Regions from separate parts of the Mus musculus genome. Here all the other regions are linked to region 1. A link is a contact called in public Hi-C, HiCAR-type and promoter capture Hi-C data. All regions are on one chromosome and are shown on one strand. Each heading gives the region's core, a stretch centred on a gene start, on an enhancer-like site or on the middle of the called end of the contact. The rest is flanking DNA. Distances are from core to core; before and after follow the strand shown. Region 1 holds the start of Uba6 (ubiquitin-like modifier activating enzyme 6). Region 2 holds the start of Dck (deoxycytidine kinase). Region 3 holds the start of Mob1b (MOB kinase activator 1B). Region 4 holds the start of Grsf1 (G-rich RNA sequence binding factor 1). Region 5 has its middle 19 kb from the start of Jchain.

Region 1 (3,158 bases), core at 381-2,880:
AGAAACCCTTAGCCGGGCGTGGTGGCGCACGCCTTTAGTCCCAGCACTCGGGAGGCAGAGGCAGGCGGATTTCTGAGTTGGAGGCCAGCCTGGTCTACAAAGTGAGCTCCAGGACAGCCAGGGCTATTCAGAGAAACCCTGTCTCGAAAAACCAAAAAAGAATAGAAACCCTTAGACAAGGTCCTTCCATACAAAATGTATGTTTTCTTAGGTATCATCTTCCTTAGAGTTTTAAAATGTGTTGAAGTTAATTTCACTAACTGTTGCTATGTGCAGTGCTTGCTGTTGAGATTTTTAGAGCAACCAGACACTAACTGCACTGTAAGCACCTCATATAATAAAGTCAGCATATTCACACAACATATACTAAAACTATATATAAACCTGTAGTATCCTATCATTTTGTTTCTATTTTACACACTTTATTGCACTTGCTATTCTATGTTACACACAATGACTTAGGTGGATTAAAGTTCTGACTAAAAATGAGAACGGGGTTATGCTCAGCCGCTTAATGGCTATGGCCAACACTTAAAAAGCTCTGTCTCAATGATTGTTTCGAGAATATGTTCAAAAACAGTCACGCCTGATTGCACATACTTGTAATCTCAGAAATTCAGACGAGGAGGGAGGAAGCCATCTTTGGCAAACTTGGAGCCAGCCTCAGAATCAATATAATAATAATAATAATAATAATAACAACAACAACAACAACAACAACAATAACAAATCATCTGTAAGAGCAACTAAGGGGCAGATATTTGTATTCAATAATATTTCTTAAGTCGATTTTGGCAGCATTGGCCAGGGCAGACAATACTTCCATCCAGTCCTTGAAGTATATGTCTCAATGTGCAATGTAAAGCTAGTAACGTAAGAAATCCATCACTTCTATATTTGGTATGTAATAGTCATATACTGGGTAGGATACAAGCGGGGCTTTCTTAACTGTAAGATGACCAAAAGAGAACTAACGCAAACACTGGAGAGAGTATACCAGGACCCCAACCCCGGAATTTTTGCAGGCTGAGAAAGAAAAACTCCAAGATCCTCAGCGGGAAATAATCCTAGGAACCTTGGGCCCCGCCCCGCGCTCCAACACCCCCGTAGTAAACAGAGAGGATTCTCGGGGTGTCCACACTGCAACGGATTCATCCTGACTTGAGCTCTCAAGAACAGTTTTCCTAAGGAGCACGGCTGGAGGAGGATAGTGCTCCGTGGCGCTGAAGGAAGTGTGCCAAGCAACAGGGGCCACAACCCTCTCCTGAATGACTGGCCGCTCAGAAGTAGTGACCTGAGGGAAGGATGCTGGACCCGACCCGGGAAGAGCCGGTCTCCTCAGAGGAGCGGAGCTGGAGCAGCGAGGGCAGCGCCCACGCCGCCACACCCACCGCCCGCCGGCTCGCTCGCTCGTTCGCCACCTCGCTAGCTCCCTGTGGCTCCGCGCGGCCCCGTGGCCTCCGCGCGCTCCGAGCCGCCGGAACGCGAGAACGGAGCCCGCGTCGGCGTTCCTCCGCTCCTTCCCGCCCAGCCTGCCCCGGGCCAGGCCTCTCACCCGCAGGCTCCCCAGGAGGAGCAGGACGCCTCTTCACAGGAAAGCACAGCCAACGGCTCGGACCGCTCCATCGCCTTCCGACAGACTGACTGCAGCGAGGCGGGGAGGCAGGCGAGGGGGCGGGGCCGCGAGGGTCAAGGGGCGGGCGGCGACGTCACCAGGGGGAGGAGCTGGGGAAAAGTACGCCCAGGACAGGGTTTCCAGTCAGCCCCTGGGACACCTGACTTCCGGTTGGGGCGGGGCAACGGGGCGCGCTTCCTTGCAGGTGAGGGGAGTGCCTACGTGAAGGCTGCTGAGCGCTGAGGGCAAACGCGGAACCAAAACGCGTCACTTCCGGCTGTGAGAGCGTACCGCTCCAGGGGGCTCGACAGCTACCAGATGCTGTTGCCTTGCAAATCCAGAACTGTTACAGTGCCTTGAGGAGATCGCTTTTCTGAACAACAACAACAAAAAGAGGACATTTCCAGGCTGGGATTCCACTTAAAGATTCCATTTAAATTGTTTTGAACATCTATTACTGATCTCTGTAGTCAAGTGACTAAAAAGAGCTGTAAAATTTGGCACTTTCATTTTAAGGGAGGAAAAACAAGGAACTCAAATGATATGATCAAAGACATACAGCCAGTAACTCATATTACCAGTTCTCTGATTGCCGATTTCTCATCTAATTCTTTTTTTTCATTCATTCTCATTTTACCATTTTTAGAAAACAATTGTGTACACACAGTACAATTAAGAATCTTTGTTGTTGTTTTTTTTCGAGACAGGGTTTCTTTGTGCAGCCCTGGCTGTCCTGGAGCTCACTCTGTAGACCAGGCTGGCCTCGAACTCAGAAATCTGCCTGCCTCTGCCTCTTCCTCCCAAGTGCTGGGATTAAGTGTGTGCCACCACGCCCAGCTATTAAGAATCTTTCTAACTGGTGATGTGTTTGACGAAACACTAGCCCAATTTTAAAAATCCGTGTTTGATTATAGACATAGGGCAGCGTTCTGTAAAGTATAACAGGTTTTACTTCAAAATTGTCTTGAAATCACAAAAATGATTTTAGGGTTGGTGGTCACCACAGCACGAGAAGTTGTATGAAAGAGTCACAGCATTATCAGTGAGAACACAGTAGCTTCTCCGGGCAGAGGAACTTTGCTGTATGTTAAAGCATGTTTTTATATTTTTTACTAGCTTTGTGTCTTGACTTTTTCTGTATCTGTTACTGCTATTAGGGAAAATAAATTTTTATTTCCTTAGTCCAAGGAGACCATGGATTTAAGGGAAACTTTTCTAACTTAAAAACTATCTGTCCCTGTTGTATGGCTTGATTGAAAAAAAAAAAAAAAATGTGGCTCCCAACCAGGCAGCATACACTAGCTTGAGGCCCTTGACACATGTACAGCAGAGGACTGCCAGGTCTGGTCTGAGTGAGAGACTTGAGGCCCCAGGGAGTGAGGAGGTCTGGTGGGGAAGGGTGGGGGAGGGGCATCCTCTCGAAGAGGGAAAAGGAGGAGGAGGAGGAGGAGGAATGGGATGAGGAACTGCCAGAGGGCAGACCTGGAGGGGGACTGGACTGTTAAAAAAAAAAAAAAAAAAAAAAAAGATTTAAAAAAAGTAA
Region 2 (3,158 bases), core at 188-2,687, 2.6 Mb after region 1:
TTCCCAGTGAGAGTATGTTAGGGAAAACTAATTTTTTCATTTACAAGCAGTTTTCAATTGGAATAACTTCTGGGCTAGGGTCAGAGCCATGTGTCCACTTTTTCAGCTCTAGGACCCCAACTGGCTTAGCTTTATGCAGGGAACATGCATGCTGCCTCACTGTGAATTCATGTGTGTGTTGGTCATGGTGGGTTTAGAAGGCCTTGTGTCCTTGGTGTCCTCCATTGCCTCTGACTCCTAGACTTTCCCCATCGTTTTCCATAAGGTTCCCAGAGCCCTGAGGAGAGGGCTTTGGTGGAGACATCCCATTTAAAGCAGAGTATGCCAAGGTCTCCCTCTCTGCACTTTATGCCTTTGTGGGTTTGGTTCTGCAGAAAGAAGCATCTCTGATGCTGGCTACAAGAGATACTGACCTATAGGATATCACTAGGTATCATTTTATTGTTCAGTTATTGTAGCAGAACAGTATTTGGATTGCCACCTGAGCAGTGTCAGATATGTGTTACATCTCATGGAGTGGGCCTTAAATCCAGCCAGTCCAACAACTCACTTTAATACCTGCTCCTTTTTTTGTAGAAGTCGTCATTTCTCCGCTGCTAGGTCCATTTTTAGGACATATTTTAGGTCAAATGATAGTTACACGCTAAAAAAAAAATAAGTTCCTTTGTTTTTGTAGATAATTTGAATCTGACTTCCAGATGGGTAATCTTTTTACCAGGTCTATACCCTGATTAAATAGCACCTCTCTCTAGCTCAACCTAGCAGAATGCTGTGTGTGTGTGTGTGTGTGCAGAGTACATCTCTATGTATAAACATGTGTATATGACTTTAAACATTAATTACATGTTAGGCCATGGACATGCAATGTTAAGTCATAGCCATGCTGCTGAGAAACATACCTAGTGTTAGGTAACTTTATAAACAGCACGGTGTAGCATGCAAATTAAAGTGGAGACCTTGGGTGTTATGATGCCAGTTTCCAGTCTCACTTCTGGTCCCAGACTTTAAACCAGTAGCCACTCCCTCCCTTCCTTTCATTCTAGGCACTATCCTGTATGGTGGATGGTACTAGATCGCTGGTTAACGAAATAACTCTTAAGACAGTGACGGACAGCTACACGTTTTCTGTGAGAGACACCTACTGAGGCTCTTAGTTTGAAATTACTAGTTCTTACTTTTCTTCCCGGAAAAGTTCAAACCACGAAGCCTGACAGGATCCCAAAGGGCTGGTCCAGAAAAGCCTGACCCTACTCTTCCCTAGGCGCTTCGCTCAAGCTCCGCCCCTGCCCTCGAATGAGCTCATTGCGCAAGGCCCGCCCCCCGCCCTCCCACTGCTCATCCCGCAGGCCCCGCCCCCTCCGGCTCACAGCTCGTCGCGCACGGTCAGTCGCCCGGCTCTCTCAGGGTTCTCCTCACAAGCCCCGCCCCCTACCCTGCGCTCCTGGGACGCCCGGCCCGCCCGGAGGAACCACAGACATGCAGATCCCGCGAGGGCGAGGCGTATAGGGTGGGAGTCGGGGCCGTCAGGGCGGGTTCTCCACGGTCTGCCCAATCGCCTGCGCCTCCGCGCGCCAAAGTCAAAGTGCGGGTCCCGCCGGCGCGAGATTGACGCTGCAACCCGGAGCCGCCCGTGCCGCCGTGTCCCTGCAGGTTCCGCACCCGAGCCGTCTGGAGCTAGGCATGGCCACCCCACCTAAGAGGTTCTGCCCTTCTCCCTCGACCAGCTCCGAGGGGACCCGCATCAAGAAGATCTCCATCGAGGGGAACATCGGTAAGGTGTCCCCGGTGCGGTGCTGTGCTGGTGCCCCAGGATCCTTCCCTGCTGCCCTGCTCGCGCCGGCGCGGTGGCTCGTCTGGCCCGGCGCCAGCGGGGGCTTTGTGAGGCGCGCTCTGGACCAGTGTGCACCCTTTGTTGGGAACTGTTTTTTCTTGAGATGTAACTTAGGTATGCGAACCCCTTTTTAGGTGTGCTCTTCAGGTAGGCTTCACTGACTTGCGGTTTTACCGCAAAATTGAGACCGTTTTCATCATTTACATCCCCAGTTCCCTTTGCGCTTCTTTGTAGTCAGCTCTTTCTCCCTTCCCATCCCCTTACAAGCCCTGACCTGCTTCTGTTTTAATCCCTGCCAGTTTTGTTTTCCCATGATGTCCTAAACAAAACCAGAGTGTCTTGTTTTCTGTGTCTTGCTTAGTATACTAGAGTGCCTTTAAAACTCACCCATGCTGTTTATTTCTGCAGAACTTTATTTCTTGTTCTGTTTTTTTTTTTTTTTTTGAGACGGTCTCACTTTTGAGACCTGCCTGTCTTGGAACTCACAATGTTGGCCTTGAACTCTCTAGCGATTCGCCTGCCTCTGCCTCCTGTGTGCTGGAATTAAAAGAATACACCACCACGCCTGGCCCAGTGTAATACTTTAAAAAAAAAAAAAAAAAGAAAGTAATATTACAATGAGTGGTATATAGCACATCTTTGTTGTCACCATTTGGGTTGGCGTTTGTAGCAATCCCTAACACTACGCTACACATATGAGGAAAGCAGGTAATGAGTTTGATAGTGTGCAATGTTTTATTCCCTTTCCCACGTACAGGTAAGCACTGAGTTTTGGCTTAAAGACTCTTAGAGTTTCTGCCCTTAACCTTACTGGGGGAGCTACACTGTGCATGTCATTTTGCAAGGTGAGCTTGAATTGCCCATTCTTTTACATTTCCTACCACTGGGAACCAACCGACGCTTCCTGTTTTGGCACAGCTGTTAGGTTTGTGCCTGCAGGTTGAGTACTGACTATTCATGTATGCAGCGGATGTTTTCAGTTTTGCCACCTTCAAAGCACCATCTCTTTGAGAAAGAAGGTCAGCAGATGTAAGCTTCAAGAGAGCCGAGCTGAGACACAAAGAGGGCAAGTTTTCCTTGCTCCACACTTCTGTGGCCGAGATCCTCCTTTCTTATAAGTTCTTTGCGATGCCATGTTTATTAGTAAGAATCCTCAGGGCGTCTTAGTGGATGAAGATGACCATATGAATGATGGGAGAAAGTGTTCAGTAAAGTCATCTTCAGGGTAAATTCCAATGGACAGATCATAATGGATTATCTCCCTTCTCTCAAGCTCATGTAGGCAACATACATCTAGTCTTCCATCTCCTTTCCTTCGTACTGCTTT
Region 3 (3,158 bases), core at 250-2,749, 2.5 Mb after region 1:
CTTCAACTACTCTTCCTCAAATAGTTTCTAACCTGGTGAGGTAAATCTCGCCTTTGGAAGACCTTTATGGAATTATATATGGTATAGTAAGTAGTATTATATCAAGATTTGAATATAAGGCTTTTACATCACCAACTTACTGTTTTTTTATCATAGTAAATCCTTTTGCTGTCTGTTTTATTTTTTTTATTTTTGATTTTTTTAGACAGCAGCTCACTATGTTATTTCTGGTTGGCTTGGAATTCCATATGTAAATCAGGCTGGCCTTAGACTCACACAGATCTGCCTACCTCTGCCTTCCCAGTTCTGGGCTTAAAGGCTTTTGAAGCTGTCTTTTCACGTTATTATTTGCTGTTCCTGAGATAATAGAAGGTTCGGGTTTCTTGCATTTAGGTTTTTAAAACCATTTAGCCAACGCGGCTGACTACTGGTGTAGAAATGAAATCGGATAAATTGAATATTTGCATCACTTTCAGGAATCCTCTGTCTTTTGGAACGCTAAGCTCAAGTTGGGCTACTATCTGCACACTGTTCCACTTAAATTCCTCGATTCAGCATCAGGTGCGAGTAAAGAATACCACTGTCTCCTATGGTAAAAACAAACAAACAAACAAACAAACACACAAACAAACAACTTCCTGTGCTGTCTTGGCTTACTCCAAACTTGTGATCCTTTTGCCTCCATCTCTGAGGTATAGCGATTCAGGCAAGCACCACCACGCACTATCTATTTATTTAATTTGTGTGGAAATGAGAGGACAACTTGTGGGAACTGGTTCTCTTTACCGCGTGGGTTCCAGGCGATCAGGCTTGGTGGCAAGTTCCTTTACTGGCTGAATCATCTCAGGAGCCATCAAACAGTCTTTAAACATAAAGCTTTGCCCTCAGCCTCTTAAGCAGGTGAGAACTAAAGTTCCTTCGAGCGCCTGGCTGAATAATTCCCAGCGTTTTGGGCATCAGTTCTTCGAAGGGACTCCACAACTAGTTAATCCGTATGGCCATGGATAACCAGCGTCCCTGCCTCAGGGAATCTGGTCCTCAGCTCTCCTGGGCTCCCTCCGTTTCCCTAGACAGCTAGCTTGTTCAAATAAAGATCTTACCTCCTAAAACATTTATTTCCCTTTCCCAAAATTCCATCTCCCCCCAAGTCGTTACAAGCAGAAAAACTTTTTTTTTTTTTTTTTAAGTGCGGGCGGCGTAGAGGGACTGGGGATGTGGCTCTCAGTTCGTGGGGTGCTTGCCTAAATCAGAGCACAGAAAGCGAGTCCAAGGCCTTCCGCTGTCCTCTCTGATGGCGACTCCCTCCCTATCCATGAGACCCAGGCGTCCTGGAACGGAGGTCCACTTCCCCGCTGGGCTCCGAACCCCCCAGGTCACGTGCTCGGGCAAGCTCTCAGCTGGACTGTGCGGGAGGCAGAGGTGACCCGAAGGTAATCCTAATGTGGGCGGGGCGCCAGAGCTCGCTCTCGCGAGACTTCGGCGCGGGAGCGCGGGGCTGCGAGGAGGACGCGGCGGGCGGTGCTTCCTCGGCCGCTCTGCTTCCAGTCCGGTGAGCCTGCCGAGTCCTGGCCTTCCACTTCCGCCCCTCAGCCGGCCGCGGCAAGTAGCGAAGCCGGAGAAGTCGCGGCCGCTCCGCCGCCGGCGCGCGTCCTTCCCCCTCCGCCACCTTTTCTCTGATTCAAGCCCGCCGCCCCAGGCTTCGCTCAGCCGAGCCCGCAGCCCACGCCGCGGCCGACATGAGCTTCTTGTTGTAAGTAGTCCAGTAGCGCCGGCTTTGTTCCGCCGCCCCCTGGGCCCCGGGCTCCAGAGGCCCCGACCTCGGGGTGCTGGCCGGCCCTGCCTCCTCGTCCTCCGGGTGCTCTCGGGGCCCTGCCTCCTCGTCCTCCTGGTGCTGCCCGGCCCTTGCCTCCCCATCTTCCTGGTGCTGTCGGGGAGCCTTGCCTCTCCATCCTCCTGGTGTTGCCGGTCCCTGCCTTCTAGTCTTCCGTACTGCCTGGCTCTGCCTCCCCGTCCTCCTGGTGCTGCCCGGCTCTGCCTCCCCGTCCTCCTGGTGCTGCCCGGCTCTGCCTCCCCGTCCTCCTAGTGCTGCCCGGCTCTGCCTCCCCGTCCTCCTGGTGCTGCCCGACCCAGCCTCCCCGTCCTCCTGGTGCTGCCCGGCTCTGCCTCCCCGTCCTCCTGGTGCTGCCCGGCTCTGCCTCTCCGTCCTCCTGGTGCTGCCCGGCCCTGCTTCCCCGTCCTCCTGCTATTGCCGAGCCCCGCCTCTCCGTCCTCCGAGTGCTGCCCGGCCCTGCTTCCCTGTCCTCCGTGTGCTGCCCGGCCCTGCCTCCCGGTCCTCTTGGTGCTGCCCAGCCCTTCCTCCCCGTCCTCCTGCTATTGCCGGGCCCTGCTTCTGCGTCCTCCGGGTGCTGCCCGGCCCTGTTTCCCCGTCCTCCGTGTGCTGCCCGGCTCTGCCTCCCGGTCCTCCTGGTGCTGCCCGGTCCTTCCTCCCCGTCCTCCGGGTGCTGTCTGGGAGCCCTGCCTCCCTGTCCTCCTTGTGTTGCCCGTCCCTGCCTTCTAGTCCTCGGTGCTGCCCGGCTCTGCTTCCCTGTCTTGGAGCTGCCCTTCCCCGTCTCCCCTTCCTCCTGGTGCTTGCTCTCAGGGCCGTGCCTCCTTGTCCTCCTGGTGCTGTCGGACCCTGCCTTTCCATCCTCCTGGTGCTGTCAGAGGGCGGGGGTGGGGGGAACACTGCTCCCTACCCTCATGTTCTGTTGGGGTGCCCTGCCTCCCTGTCCACTTGGTGCTGTCGGGGTGGGGTTGGGGGTGCTGGCTGCTTCTCAGGTCCCAGTGTGCTACCTGGGTCATGGACCCCAGTGTCTATTTCTGCATTTCTCTACCTGGCTCCATCTTCGCTTGCCTGCCTGCTTGTCTCCACCTCTGTCTCTTGTCCTTTTGTCTCTTTCTCTTGATAGAGATATGTGTGTTTGCAAGCTCACCTCCCACTCGTGTGTGCATGTGTGTACTTCCATGCTTACCTCCCACCCCACTCTCCTGACTGTCATCCAACACTTGCCAGGTCTCCCGGCTCAGTGCCAGCTGCCCGTTGCTGTTTTCTGAGTCCCAAGCCTGGAAGATGGATTGTTCTTATCTGACTACTCAGACCCCTTTTACATCTTTGTTAG
Region 4 (3,158 bases), core at 184-2,683, 2.5 Mb after region 1:
ATAAACATCTTTACAAAATAAATAAGTAAATAAATAAATAAATAGTGCAGCAGAAAGTATTGGGCCGGGATTCAAATCAATTAGCTCAGCTACTGGCAGACATCAGCCATGCAGATGAACCACCCAGATATCACTAATTCAAGCAGACGCAAAACTAAATTAAGATAAACATGGCCAGTGGCGTTACCAGGTTAGGTAGACACTTCCCAGATGCCACATAAACCGCAAAAGAGAAATGTCCCACATATACAGAGGACCAAATATTTGCAATATGAATTCTTACAATGTCTTTCTGAAAAGACGGGAAACAAGGGAAAAGATCGTGGAGTGACAACCGAAGCCCCCAAGTCCTCACCCACGGACGCCCCCGCCCCACACACACACGTTCTCTCCCAGTTTCCCACGGTCTCCCCACAGCTCTCCGCGTCCGCAGAGCCCCGCTGCACCAAAGGTCCTTCTGTCAAGGCGAGTGGACTTGCAGAGGTGACCTTCAGTCAGGTGGACCGCCCGCCTCTCCCCGCGGACAAGGGAGAGGGACGCGCGGGGGCTGTCCCAGGCTAGCCCACGCTCCCGTGCGCGCGGGGCTGCGCGTCGGTGGCCGGCCGAGGAGGCCCGAGCCGCCCGGCCTACCGCTCCCACCGCACGCACGGCCGGCCCCGACCCTCCGCGGGCTCTGGCCGCTCAGCTTCACCTCCAGCGGGCATAAGGCTAGGGGGGAGTCGGGGTGGGGGGCGTCGGCGGCGCCCCCAAAACCTACCATGGGCCCGGCGGGAAACAAGGCCTCTACATTCACCCCAGCCACACTTACACTGCCCAACCGCCCAGACTCGGAGGGAACAAAACAAGAAGAGCCGGGGCCGTGAGAGCGTCCCTTGTTCCCGTGCCCAATAGGAGGACGGAGCGGGAGGGAGGCGGGGGTGCGGTGCGTGCCGCGGATCCCCGGGCGCGCACGCGGGGCGCTCGCGGACAGACCGACGCGGGCGCGCGGCCGCCGAGGGTCCCGCGCGCGGCGCCACGTACCTGACTGTAACCCCGCGCCGGGCCCGCGGCGGCTGCCAGCGATCGCGGAAACAGCGGGGCGCGCAGGGCCGAGTAGGACGCGGCGGCGGCCGCGGCGGCGGAGGGACGGGCAGGGATGGGACCCGCCAGCCTCCCGGCGGCCGCAGGCCCGAGCTGCAGGCCCCGCGTCTGCGAAGCGGCGGCCGCGGCGGCCCCGAGGAGTAGCAGCAGGCGGCGGCGGCCAGAGACGCCCGACGGGAAGGTGCCGGCGGCGGAGTAGAAAGGCAGGCAGGCGGCGCCGGTCCGCCGGCAGCTGCTGCAGTTGCAGCCGCAGCCCCGGAGCAACGCGCCTAGCACCCAGCGCGTCCCGGCCATCGGCTCCGGAGGCGGCGCGGGGCCTGGAGGTGGCCGCTGTGGCGCGAGCGGAGGGGAAGTGGAATCCAGGGCGGGGGAGGGGGCACCGGGCACATGCGCCGCGCGCACCCGGGGCTGAGACGAGGCTCGGAGGCGGAGGTGAGCGAGCGGCCCCGCCCAGGCTCCGCCCTCGGGGCGGGGCTTTCCCGCCGGTAAGGGTGTGGGTGGGGTGACCTGAGCGCCTCCAGAGTGGAAGTTGTCCCAGGCTCTCCTGCTCAGGTTAGAGCTGAGGTCTGCGGGTCACCGAGGCCCGGCGAAGTTTCCGGAAGGAATGGGTTACCTAGCTCTAAAACGTTTTGGGACGACGCTGAGGGGGCGTTGATACCCCAACCTCAAAATTCGTGCAGAAGGCCAACTTTGTTTTGAACGGAAGCACTGATTTTATAGTATATGTGAGATATGTATATAATATTTATCATATATTATATAAAATAAAGCCTTCCTTAGACAATATAGTCACAAGTGAAGGTGTAGAGATTTGCAAATAAATACATGAGTGGTTGTGCAGTTTTCTCCTATGTGGCAAGGACCTGTCAAAGGTAAAAAAATAAAAATAAAAAACTAAAGACAAATGGGAGTTCTTAGAGTAAAAATATGAAGGAGAGGCTGATTGGTTGTGGCGGGGGTGGGGTTAGGAGGCATCTCTGTGACTGGGTAGTGTAGTTCCGTGGCAGGGTAATCGCTTAGATCACCCCAACCTCCTCGTGGGGGTGAGGAGACCAATATAGGGCTCTCTATCGTGGAAAATCTTAACATATTTCAAAGTTTTTGAAATTCAATTCTTGTTCAACTTCCAGAAGTAAAGAAACCGCCTACATTTTCCACTGTTTCACCTTTATCCCAGTGCCAGCTCTAAAACTTTTTTTTTTAAGTTAACTATGTAATGGCAGTCATCCTATGGTATTCATCTTAAAACAATACGGACTTTTTTATTATTAGTTTAATGTATTAATATATGGGTGTGGCCACGGAGACCAGACAAGGGCATCGGATCCCCTGGCCCTGGAGTTAGAGACAGCAGTGAGCCATCATGCAGGTGGTGGGAGTTGAACCTGGGTCCTCTGAAAGAGCAGCCAGCACTCTAGACCCATAAGCCATCTCTCCAGCCCCAGTACAGACTTTTGAAAGGTTACGTTCTGATAAGTTACCTTTGAGACATTTAAGATGGTTGGGCTTAAACTTTGGCTTGTTTACTCTGGACTCCTTTTAGATTTAAGAAAACCAGGTATTTCACAAATGAAAACATATTTCTGTCCAAGAAGGAAAGAATAGAAAACCTGACCGGCTTGTTCCTTTTATACCCGAGATGTGTAGAAGAGGTTCTTCCTCTTTTCTTCGGTGAGACACAAACCCTAAAGCAGTGGCTGGCAACCTTCCGAATGCTACATCTTTACAACAGCTCATCTTGTGGTGCGCCCCCCCCCCAACCATAAAAGTATTTTCATTGCTACTTCATAATTGCAATTTTGCTGCTGTTGTGAATTGTAAATATCTGTCTTTTTTCCATGGTCTTAGTTGGCACCTGAGGAGCAGATCTCAACCCACAGGTTGAGAACCTCTGCCCTAGAGGTTTTTCTTTTCCTGTCAGGCTGGGGACCAGAGATGCCTCCCGAACCCTCCGTAAGACGTTTTCCACTGAGCTATACATTCCCAGCCTGGTTCTATTAAACGTTTCTCTTTTGTATTGCATCTGTGTGTTTATCGTGGGTCCCCAGGCCCACAGTGCTGTGGCAAGTGCTCTGTCC
Region 5 (3,158 bases), core at 368-2,867, 2.3 Mb after region 1:
GAGTTACGGTATTAAAATTTTTCCCTTTGGCTTTGGCCTTTTTGTCTCTATATGTTGGTACATTCACATCTGTGAGATAATATCTCTGTCATTTGTCATGCAAAGTGTAAAAAGAAGAATGTAACCAAAAGAAAATCTACTAAACTTGAGAACATAGTACAAAGAATGAAAACTGTTCCTGTAGATGATGCTTCTTCCTATTAGTACAGGGTGCTTCTCCAAGCCTACGTAACAGGCATGAGTTCCTTTCATTAAATACATTGCTCATTCTGTGTCCTGCCTAAGATGTCCACAAAGCTTGTGAAGTCTAAAGTTAAGGGGCATGCGCTACAGGTTCTGACAACAGCATCTACCTTAGCTCTCGAATCTCCACCCTGCTACTGCTACCCACTTCTACAGTGGATGACGGAACCTAACAGTTGCCCTCTGCTGATTCTAACGTAGCTAGGTATGACCTCCATTTCCCAAGAAGACAACTTATACAGAATAAAATCATATCTGAAGGTAACAGAACATAAGACAGTCCAGAGGCCCATACATACCATCTGTGGCAGCATCTCCAGAGGCACAAGTCAGTTCTCTGAGAAAAGCTTGGGCTTCTCACTCTGTGCATGGTGAAGTAGAATGATGATGCGCAGGGTCCAGCTGATCTTATGAGAATTAGACATGGCAGGCATTATCATGGAGACTCTTCCTCCAGGTTTCTGGATCATCTAAAGATGTCGACAACACATTTAAATTTGGCTGTTCAGATCAGAGTAACAAATTTAATACTTTTTGTGGGTGGTGGTGGTGGTGGGTTTTGGTTGGTTGGTTGGTTGTTTGGTTGGTTGGTTGGTTGGTTTTTGTTGTTGCTGTTTTGTTTGTTTGTTCATTTGTTTGTTCTGTTTTTTTAAGACAGGGATTCTCTCTGTAACATCACTGAATGTCCTAGAACTCATCTCATAGAACAGGCTGGCCTCAAACTTACAGAGGTCCACATGCCTCTCCCTCCCGAGCTGGAATGAAGGGGTGCCCATGCCCAGGCATTTAACACATCTTTAAAGAGAGTTTTGAGTTACTTTTATTGTTTATTTAGGCATTCCTATCTGTTCCTCTTGTCACATTTAATCCAGTTTCAACTACCACCTTCAAAATATAATTTATCATTGTACTGGCTGGTTTTGTGTCAACTTGACACAAGCTAGAGTTATCACAGAGAAAGGAGCTTCAGTTGAGGAATGCCTCCATGAGATCCATCTGTAAGGCATTTTCTCAACTAGAGATCAAGGGGGAAGGGCCCCTTGTGGGTGGTGCCATCCCTGGGCTAGGAGTCCTGGGTTTTATAAGAAAGCAAGCTGAGCAAGCCAGGGAAGCAAGCCAGTAAAGAACATCCCTCCATAGCCTCTGCATCAGCTCCTGCTTTCTGATTTGCTTGAGTTCCAGTCTTGACTTCCTTGGAGATGAACAGCAGTATGGATGTGTAAGCTGAATAAACCCTTTCCTCCCCAACTTGCCTCTTGGTCATGATGTTTGTGCAGAAATAGAAACCCTGACTAAAACAACCATGTACTCATGAAACCAAAAGTCGTTACTAAGAGCCAAAAAGGGAACCAAAAATGTTGACCTTAAAACAGACAAGGGGGGGGGTGGACAGACAAGTCTGTTTCTACTTCATTAAACCTTAAAGTTTCAGTGTGACTCAGGCTAACAGCTCACCCCTAAATGGAAATGTAAAATAATCACCATTTTACCACAGGATATAATATTTACTTTTATCCACCTGTACTTCCTTGCCTCTCTGCCTCACCTTATTCAATAACAGCCTTTTGCTCTCCCTTTGAATGTTTTGAATATAGAGGCCATTCAATTTAAAAACACCAATCAGCTGATTACAAGAAAGAAAGAAAAAAAACCCATGCTAGCAGAGGAGAAGCCCTCCAAACAAGAAGGAAGGAACAAGCTGAACTATAATCTAACACAGAAAGAACTGCTCAATGAATAAAGCTGTGCCCACTAACCCAGACCCTACAGCACGCAGGTCAAGACCCTCTGCTCCCATAGTGCCTCATCTCACACACAGTCCTGCCCTGGTGCCCAGCAGCATGCATAAGGAAAGGCAATATTCTTAGACTTCCCTAATGATTCTTCCTCTTTGTCTGGCTTGCATAATTCTAGAAGATTCTAACTCTCTGAGTGTGAAAATCTCCATTTGGTTAACATTGTTCCAAGACTATGCCAAGCCTTAATGACTCTCTTCCCTCATGGCTCATAGTGCAACTCATCTCTTACCTCCAACCATATTTGTAATATATTGTGTGCAAAGTTTTTCCTATTAGTTCTGCCAATAGGTGAAATAGGAACATATCTAGAAAGTAAAAAGAGTTGTTTTTCCTTCACATATCTCTCAGAGCAACTAGCAATTGTACTAGCAAAGTAAATGAATGTTCCATAAACACAACTTTCTCTTTAAATATTTTTAAGTGCTTACAATTCATAATTTCTTTTTTTATTAGGTATTTTCTTCATTTACATTTCAAATGCTATCCCAAAAGTCCCCCATACCCTCCCCCACACACTCCCCTAGCCACCCACTCCAACTTCTTGGCCCTGGTGTTCCCCTGTACTGAGGCATATAAAGTTTGCAAGAACAAGGGGACACTCTTTCCAATGGTGGCTGACTAGGCTATCTTCTGATACATATGCAGCTAGAGACACGAGCTCTGGGGGGGTCCTGGTTAGTTCATATTGTTGTTCCACCTATAGGGTTGCAGATCCCTTTAGCTCCTTGGGTACTTTCTCTAGCTCCTCCATTGGGGGCCCTGTGATCCATCCAATAGCTGACAGTGAGCATCCACTTTTTTGTTTACCAGGCACTGGCATAGCCAAACAAGAGACAGCTATATCAGGGTCCTTTCAGCAAAATCTTGCTGGCATATGCAATGGTGTCAGCGTTTAGAGGCTGATTATGGGATGGATCCCCGGGTGTGGCAGTCTCTAAATGGTCCATCCTTTCGTCTCAGCTCCAAACTTTGTGTCTGTAACTCCTTCCATGGGTGTTTTGTTCCCAATTCTAAAAAGGGGCAAAGTGTCCACACCTTTTTGATCTTCTTTCTTCTTGAGTTTCATGTGTTTTGCAAATTGTATCTTGTATCTTGGGTATTCTAAGTTTCTGGGCT

Evidence for each region. Promoter capture Hi-C pulls out the DNA fragments that hold promoters and counts their contacts. A called contact is a pair of places that touch in the nucleus more often than the background predicts. HiCAR-type assays count read pairs that join an accessible place to other places.
Region 2: a promoter capture Hi-C map of pre-B cells shows a contact between it and region 1. The contact joins the promoter of Dck here to the promoter of Uba6 in region 1. A contact is called at or near these places in 8 of 39 promoter capture datasets (the C10 cell line, the HPC-7 cell line, cranial neural crest and 5 more), 3 of 484 Hi-C or Micro-C datasets (CD4 T cells, pro-B cells and rod photoreceptor), 2 of 115 datasets of contacts at active chromatin or transcription factors (forebrain and large pre-B cells) and 2 of 9 other capture datasets (adipose tissue and liver).
Region 3: a promoter capture Hi-C map of pre-B cells shows a contact between it and region 1, with 7 times the contacts expected there. The contact joins the promoter of Mob1b here to the promoter of Uba6 in region 1. A contact is called at or near these places in 9 of 39 promoter capture datasets (the 3T3-L1 cell line, the C10 cell line, cranial neural crest and 6 more), 1 of 484 Hi-C or Micro-C datasets (embryonic stem cells), 2 of 115 datasets of contacts at active chromatin or transcription factors (astrocytes and thymic regulatory T cells) and 1 of 9 other capture datasets (adipose tissue).
Region 4: a HiCAR-type map of astrocytes shows a contact between it and region 1, with 5 times the contacts expected there. The contact joins the promoter of Grsf1 here to the promoter of Uba6 in region 1. A contact is called at or near these places in 5 of 39 promoter capture datasets (the 3T3-L1 cell line, cranial neural crest, embryonic stem cells and 2 more) and 5 of 115 datasets of contacts at active chromatin or transcription factors (astrocytes, embryonic stem cells, forebrain and 2 more).
Region 5: a contact with region 1 is called in a Hi-C map of B cells, with 6 read pairs. The contact joins the enhancer-like site here to the promoter of Uba6 in region 1. A contact is called at or near these places in 4 of 39 promoter capture datasets (cranial neural crest, hippocampal neurons, liver and 1 more) and 1 of 484 Hi-C or Micro-C datasets (B cells).

The regions. Positions count from the first base shown.
Region 1 is chr5:86,171,113-86,174,270 of GRCm38.p6, forward strand. It overlaps Uba6 (ubiquitin-like modifier activating enzyme 6), which reads right to left and starts at 1,631. Exons shown (of 33, transcript NM_172712.2): 1 at 1,556-1,631. The coding sequence starts at 1,626.
Region 2 is chr5:88,763,576-88,766,733 of GRCm38.p6, forward strand. Dck (deoxycytidine kinase) reads left to right here and starts at 1,438. Exons shown (of 7, transcript NM_007832.4): 1 at 1,438-1,771. The coding sequence starts at 1,681.
Region 3 is chr5:88,719,372-88,722,529 of GRCm38.p6, forward strand. It overlaps Mob1b (MOB kinase activator 1B), which reads left to right and starts at 1,500. Exons shown (of 6, transcript NM_026735.2): 1 at 1,500-1,750. The coding sequence starts at 1,737.
Region 4 is chr5:88,674,738-88,677,895 of GRCm38.p6, forward strand. Grsf1 (G-rich RNA sequence binding factor 1) reads right to left here and starts at 1,434. Exons shown (of 10, transcript NM_178700.5): 1 at 1,021-1,434. The coding sequence starts at 1,374.
Region 5 is chr5:88,507,119-88,510,276 of GRCm38.p6, forward strand. No RefSeq gene overlaps it. Among named protein-coding and RNA genes, the nearest start is that of Jchain, 19 kb to the right of the region's middle. Within about 2 kb of position 1,618, at least 66 of the 459 cell types and tissues checked have an H3K27ac peak or open chromatin away from gene starts, as enhancers often do. A contact at or near this core is called in B cells and pre-B cells, where this site is marked.